2 separate regions of the Bombyx mori genome follow, and region 1 is linked to region 2. The links are chromatin contacts, called in public Hi-C maps. All regions are on one chromosome and are shown on one strand. The core of a region is the stretch at or near the end of the contact, and the rest is flanking DNA. Distances in the headings are between cores, read along the strand shown.

Region 1 (3,200 bases), core at 113-2,612, 49 kb before region 2:
AATATTCTCTCTCTAGTCTCGGACAGCAAATTTATTTTGCTCGAATAACTCAAGGGTGTTTGTTTAATCTTAAGATATTTCGGTGCGACAATATTTGGTTTCGAGCACAGAATATATTTTTTAATCATATTTTTTTCTCTCTTATCCATTACAAATTTTGAAGTTCATATACCACGAATATTGTTAGTATTCAGGCAAACACAAATTGAAGGGAATAAAGATAACTTAATTAGTAAATATCAGAGGAATAAGATATACGTACATTCTAAAACGCATAAAGTTGTTAACATTTGTCTTGAACTTCATATAATTTATACATATAATAGTTTCTATTCATTTTTATTTTATTTTATTACATCGACGTGTGAATGAGCTTATATTTTTTGCGAATTATATTTTATTCGGCTTAAGACAGGTAGTGTGGTAAATGTTAGTGAGTCCTGACATTCAGGAAACAACTCAAACATTCAATTGAGGCTTATAAAGCGCCGGTCACGTTCCGCTGTGACTCAGAGTGACTCTCATTAAATGTATGACATTTTCGCATTTACTTAAACTACACACTTCTTCTTCTTTTTATTCTTGCCCTTATTCTACTTTAAGAAGTCGGCGCAACATGTTCTCTTTTCTATCTCTTAGGCCTATCATACGTCATCTTTGCACTCACAACTTTCTCTTGGATGTCCTCTTTCAAATAGTCTATTCAAATCTTTTTAGGATGCCCCCTGCTCATATTAACGTGTACTTTCATACACATACGCGCGTCACTTATCATACGTTAATGATACTATGTCAAAAACCTTTTTTGATACGCCAATAATAACTGTTCCAAGCTTCGACTCAATCTAATATATGGGTTGAGAACGCAAGCATGGCAAACAGGCAAAGAAACATTTATTTTTACTTGACTGACAAAAGTCAGTAATCTTCTATTTGAACAATATATTTTGCACTACATGAAGCTTAACACAGCATATGACCGCGCGGTATCCACTTGCCTTTGCTTCATATGACACAGAAACTAGTAAGATAAACTATCAAAAATATTCTTTTAATGTTAACATTGACATAACTATCAGTGCCGTTTCGCCTTCAAGAAAGATTTCCTTAAACCCATACTTTTGTCAATAAAATTTTATTGATCAAGCAAATATTTCAACAAAAAATATAGCACATGAGCAACGCGTTACTAATATACCTACCACACAAAACGAATTCATCGTCAGAATCAATTGAGTCAATCAAAAAAAAAAAAATGACCCCAAACTTACGAATAAACAAATCGAACCGCTTTACAATGCTACTTTATATTAATCAACTGTCATCAGTATTCGGTACACGCGCACTCGTGCGAGTTCAATTACTTGAAATCACTACATCGACAAGACACTTATATAGTAAGTACATTGTTTAGATTGATGATACAGCAGACGTGAGCACAATCTTTTTTTATATATTAGGGTTAATTGCTTAAAAATATAAATAAAAACGGTGCTGTATTGTTATTGGTTTGTTTGCCGTAATTACGCAGATGAGCTCGTAAAGGTGTTTTCTACATAATATATTATTGACCATGTAGAAAGAACGCCATCATGCGTTCTAGTTTAAAGGATCGGACAGCTGTCATGCAAAGCCATCGAGATGTCGCCATAGTTTTTCTAGATGGATTACGTAAGTCACGGTGTGATGCTATTGAATCCACTATCAACTTTATAGTAAGTAGGTAAGACGTGAACTTCTTATACGTGTTTACAAAAATAAATAATATACTTACCCTACCAGAACGCATTCGCTTTGCGGCTGAATAGACAGAATTTGATGGAATTTTGAAGGAATACGATCTCCTCTATAAACGTATTAGTAGGTGTCACTATATTCCTATTTGCCTATTTCTATATGCCTATTTCTATATGCCTATTTCTGCCGTGAAGCAGTTATGCGTTTCGGTTTGAAGCGTGGGGCAGCCGTGTAACTATACTGAGAACTTAGAACTTATATCTCAAGGTGGGTTTCGCATTTACGGTTCTAGATGTCAATGGGCTCCAGTAACCACTTAACACCAGGTGGGCTGTGAGCTCGTCCACCCACCTAAGCAATAAAAAAATAAAAAATAAAATACCATGATACCGTTCTTTTTGTGAAACCCTTCATATAATCTGTAATCTAAAAAAATACAATTCAAATCTTAGACGACCGAAAGAATTTGGGTATCCATCATTAATTTCTCTCGATATGAATATTGCATTTTCTCTTGCTCACTGCGCTAAGGATAGTCACGACGGTACAAGGTAAATTAGACAAATATCAAAGTAAAGTCATCCGCGCTTACGTTTAATAGTAATCAAACATTCAGGTCACGGCTCCAGTCCTCAGAGCTAGAACTCGTAATTTCCGAATGAGGCTCAATTTTGAGACGATGTTTTTACTACTTGTACCTACACTGGGTTTTCTATATTGACTTTTGGAGTGAATTTGTTTTAATTTAAACAATAACAAAATAAGATAAAGATTACTTTTGCAAAAAAGGGACTTTGTTTCTTTCACACTTTATTGTTTTCACAAAAACCATTTTTTGAAACATCGAAAATTTTAAATCTAATTAATAATAACGCAAGATTAAATTGTAAGCATAGAAATCTATGTTTCACGTCTGAGATTCGCACTAAATGAAAACAAACTCAAATAACCTAATGTGTTAATTAAAACTATTTTTACGGATTAATCTACCTTTTATTATTGGCATTTTATTATTTCTGGTTTTTGCACTACTTTACAATTTTCGTGGACATTGATGACTAAGATGTTATTTGTCGACGTTGGAGTAATGTGCCAACTACCGTTTATTTGTAGTATGTACTCACGAAAACCTAAGAAAATACTAAAACCTTTATGAATATTATGAGAAGTAATAAACTAATGACCAGTTAGAGTTATAATTCAAGTAGCCTCACTAGAGTTTGTCAAAGTAAAACAATTTGATTTTTTTTTAACTAAAAAAAGGAGTGTATGTTTTTGTGATTATCCTTTATGCGTCATTAAGGCATTCATCCGATTGTGATGAATATTAATACTGTCATTGCTGATACTTCTAAAGGTTTCGTATTTGGTAATATTAAGGTACAGTAGGCAGCTCGCGACATTCCTAACCGTATTTTAAATAGTCTCTTACAAAAAAAAAGAACATACTGTACCAGAATTGT
Region 2 (3,396 bases), core at 162-2,661:
GCTGAAGAGAGACGAACATGGGAAGGAAGCATTTCAACAAGTTGCAGGTTTGCTTATCGTCCTTACGGATCCATCAGATCTAATTACCTTTGCATTAGACGCCTTCAGCTCTAATACTAGGAGCAGGCCTAGGGACCCCGGTAACCGTACACGTCGATCGACCGTCAAAGAGGTCGACGTGCAACCTAACCTAACCCATGCCTCAGCGCGCTGAGTTTCTCGCCGGATCTTCTCAGCGGGTCGCGATTCCGATCCGGTAGTAGATTCAGTCACGAAGCAGCTGCTCTTGAGTTTTTAGGTCTCCTTCAGAGGCGCTCGGGCAGCTGTTAGCAAATCCCACCCTTCCTGGCTGAGCCTTCGCTCGCCCACCTGTCCTGGTGAAATTGGAAAGGTCTCTGGCCCACCAGTAATCCTTCAATCATACAAAAAAAGTTTGCTTATAATATCTCTTCTTCTTCTTCTTCTTCAACCCGTGTCCACCCAATGCTGAGTGTAGGTCTCTTCGAATGCACCCCATTCTCTTCGGTCTCTTGCCTTTCTCATCCAGTCTCTATCAACTACTTTGACCAGGTCATCGGTCCACTTCGTTGGCTGTCTGCCTAAGTTACGACGTCCAGTACGAGGTCTCCACTCCAATACTTTTATGCCCTACCGATTGTCAGTGCGACGGCATATGTGGCGGCCCACTTCCACTCATTCCGAGCAATCACTTTGGCTATGTCAGTCAAATGTAGATACATATATAATAGCTTATAATATATCTATAAGTAATTATTTAGTGAACGTATAAATTGGTGAACTGAGATTGATTTTTTTAAACTAAATCCATTGCCCACGGTCTAATGTAAAATTTACCTGCCTCTTGATTGTTATTCAATATTATTAGCGTATTGTTGCTTATAACGCTTATAACTGACGATTATATTTCGAGCTTAATATTATGCTCTCCCCTAAATAAATTTACAGGAAAATAAATGCACGATAAGTTAAATTTAGATTACATATTGAGATTAGTTGGATAAATTATCGATTTTTTTTATGAATTTTAACCATAATGGATTCCAAGCCACATTATTCGTACCTACCTTTTAACTTAATTTATGAAAGCACAATGAACCTAGCAAACAACATGTTTTGCACAGTAGTAAGTATTATCTCGAACCAAATCAGTACCTACGGATACATTGGTTTTATGGTAAAAGTTGGGCCTTGAATTTATTTTACGAGGATTACAATGCGCTCAGGCTAAAAGTAAATGCGTGTAGGCCATTAAATAAATTCAGCATAAACTTTGCTCGATAAAGCAATGGCTTTCATGATAGTATGAAGGGACATTTCTAAAACAGCAGACACTAGCAAAAGGGTTATATGTATTTACATAGAATTTAGGTAAAGCCTTTGAAAAGACAATAAGAGTACCTATTTTAGAAAACGTTGCAATATACGTTTTGTCTTTTTTTTTTTGTGTGTGTTGCTGTGTTGTTCTTGTATTCTTCCAGTTGTAAGTTCCACGTTGCCGGCGATTTAATCCCGGTTTTAGCACGTTTGTCAATAGTTGGCATTGGGGAACTGGACAAACTTGTTCTTATCACATAAGAAAAATCATAAGACTATTTTATTAATTACAAAAGGTTGTATTTACGATAACGATACGCGTTGAACTTTGACACGATATAAATAAAACAGATGAGTCATAGCATATCATTTATACGGCCGTGACACAGTTTACTAAGCTGATTTTAAAACTTATCGACAATCTCGTTTTTACGAAAAACGTAAATTATCTTAGAACGACACTCATGTACCTATAGATCGTAGTTCGTATTAAGTTCAATAGTTTAATTCAATATTAAATCCAAATTATTTTGAATAAAATTATATTAAAAGAAGTCATTATTACGCTTAAAGAATTAGCTAATAAATTAACTATCACAATTGAGTCATAAACAAAAATATTGCTTATTTGCATATTTATAGGGGGGAAAATAATCAAAACTAGTTCTATGGAACTTTTGTGGTCTTGACAGAATGCCGCTTGCGAAGATTTGATATTGTTTTTTGTACATAGTGTAAATTTTTTTGAAATTGCTTACGTGGTTGGACGAACTCACGGCCCACCTGGTGTTAAGTGATTACCAAAGCCCATAGACATCTACAACATAAATCCCGCCACCTACCTTGAGATGTAAGTTCTAAGGTTTCAGCGTTATTACAACGGCTGCCCCACCCTTCAAACCGAAACGCAATACTGCTTCACGGCAGAAATAGGCGGAGTGGTGGTACCTACCCGTGCGAACTCACAAGAGGTCCTACCACCAGTAGTTACGCAAATTATAATTTTGCGGATTTGATTTTTACTACACAATGCTATTCCTTCACCGTCGAAGTCAATCGTGAATATTTATTAAGTACGTATTTCGTACATAATACGTACATAATCGTCGTAGGACGTATTTTCGTGCCATGACCGTACGGCCTATTTTTGCCCCGGATATCATAAATTCCAGTTTGAAAGGTAGGATAGCCATTAGAGTCGTCCACAATAGAGTTGAGACTTTAACGTCACCTTTCAAGGTGACACGGGGTCGCGAACTCGTACAACTAATCTAGTGTATAAAAAAACGACTCGATACAATAGTTTACTGGAAGTTATTGTTTGATTTTTCAGCACTGCTCAGCGCCTTGTTTCGATCCACGGACTTAGTACCATCTGACGTGGTAGCAGGATGTGTTCTGCTCAGAGTCAGACAGAAACGAGAAACTAGAGAAATGCGACGTATTCAAATGCTAAACGACGAAGAGCCTATTTATACGACGGACGTAAACAAGATATTCTCCGAAACCCCACCGTGGATGAATTTAGACGATGCCCTCTACTATCTCAGATTATCAATCGCTGCATATGGTTGGCCGTATGTTTTATACCGTCATTGCTTCACTGGCTTCTGCAAATTGGCCACCCACTTAACTTGTTGCTGTTGTCGGTAAGTTTTACAATTTCAGATATCAGCATCATAAAGTACACTATTATCGTGCTATTTAATTTTAACATGGCATATTCAAACACAATACATTTAAAAATCTGGTGGACTAATTTTTGATAAATGATATACATATATATAAAAATGAATTGCTGTTCGTTAGTCTCACTAAAACTCGAGAACGGCTGGACCGATTTGGCTAATTTTGGTCTTGAATTATTTGTGAAAGTCCAGAGAAGGTTTAAAGGTAGATAAATATGAAAATTCTGGAAATTAAATAAAAATAACAATTTTGTTTTTCCTTTGATATGTCCCTCGTCGGACGGATTTGTTTTAAGTTTATTTTATACAAAAGTTTAGGTCTTTTATTTTCCGATTGAGGCACTACAAAATCTTCCGGGTCAGCTAGTACTAA

What was found. Hi-C and Micro-C count contacts between places; a contact is called where the count stands out from the background.
Region 1: a Hi-C map of middle silk gland shows a contact between it and region 2, with 2.4 times the contacts expected there. The contact joins two enhancer-like sites. A contact is called at or near these places in 4 of 7 Hi-C or Micro-C datasets (middle silk gland and whole pupa).

Annotation. Positions count from the first base shown.
Region 1 is chr10:6,868,598-6,871,797 of ASM3026992v2, reverse strand. The region is part of intron 1 of LOC101742408 (diacylglycerol lipase-beta); the gene reads left to right. Among protein-coding and RNA genes, the nearest start is that of LOC134199502, 4.5 kb to the left of the region's middle. Within about 2 kb of position 1,362, at least 1 of the 8 cell types and tissues checked has open chromatin away from gene starts, as enhancers often do.
Region 2 is chr10:6,819,641-6,823,036 of ASM3026992v2, reverse strand. LOC101742408 (diacylglycerol lipase-beta) reads left to right here. Exons shown (of 14, transcript XM_038013213.2): 5 at 1-47; 6 at 2,669-2,984. Among protein-coding and RNA genes, the nearest start is that of LOC101742270, 34 kb to the right of the region's middle. Within about 2 kb of position 1,411, at least 1 of the 8 cell types and tissues checked has open chromatin away from gene starts, as enhancers often do.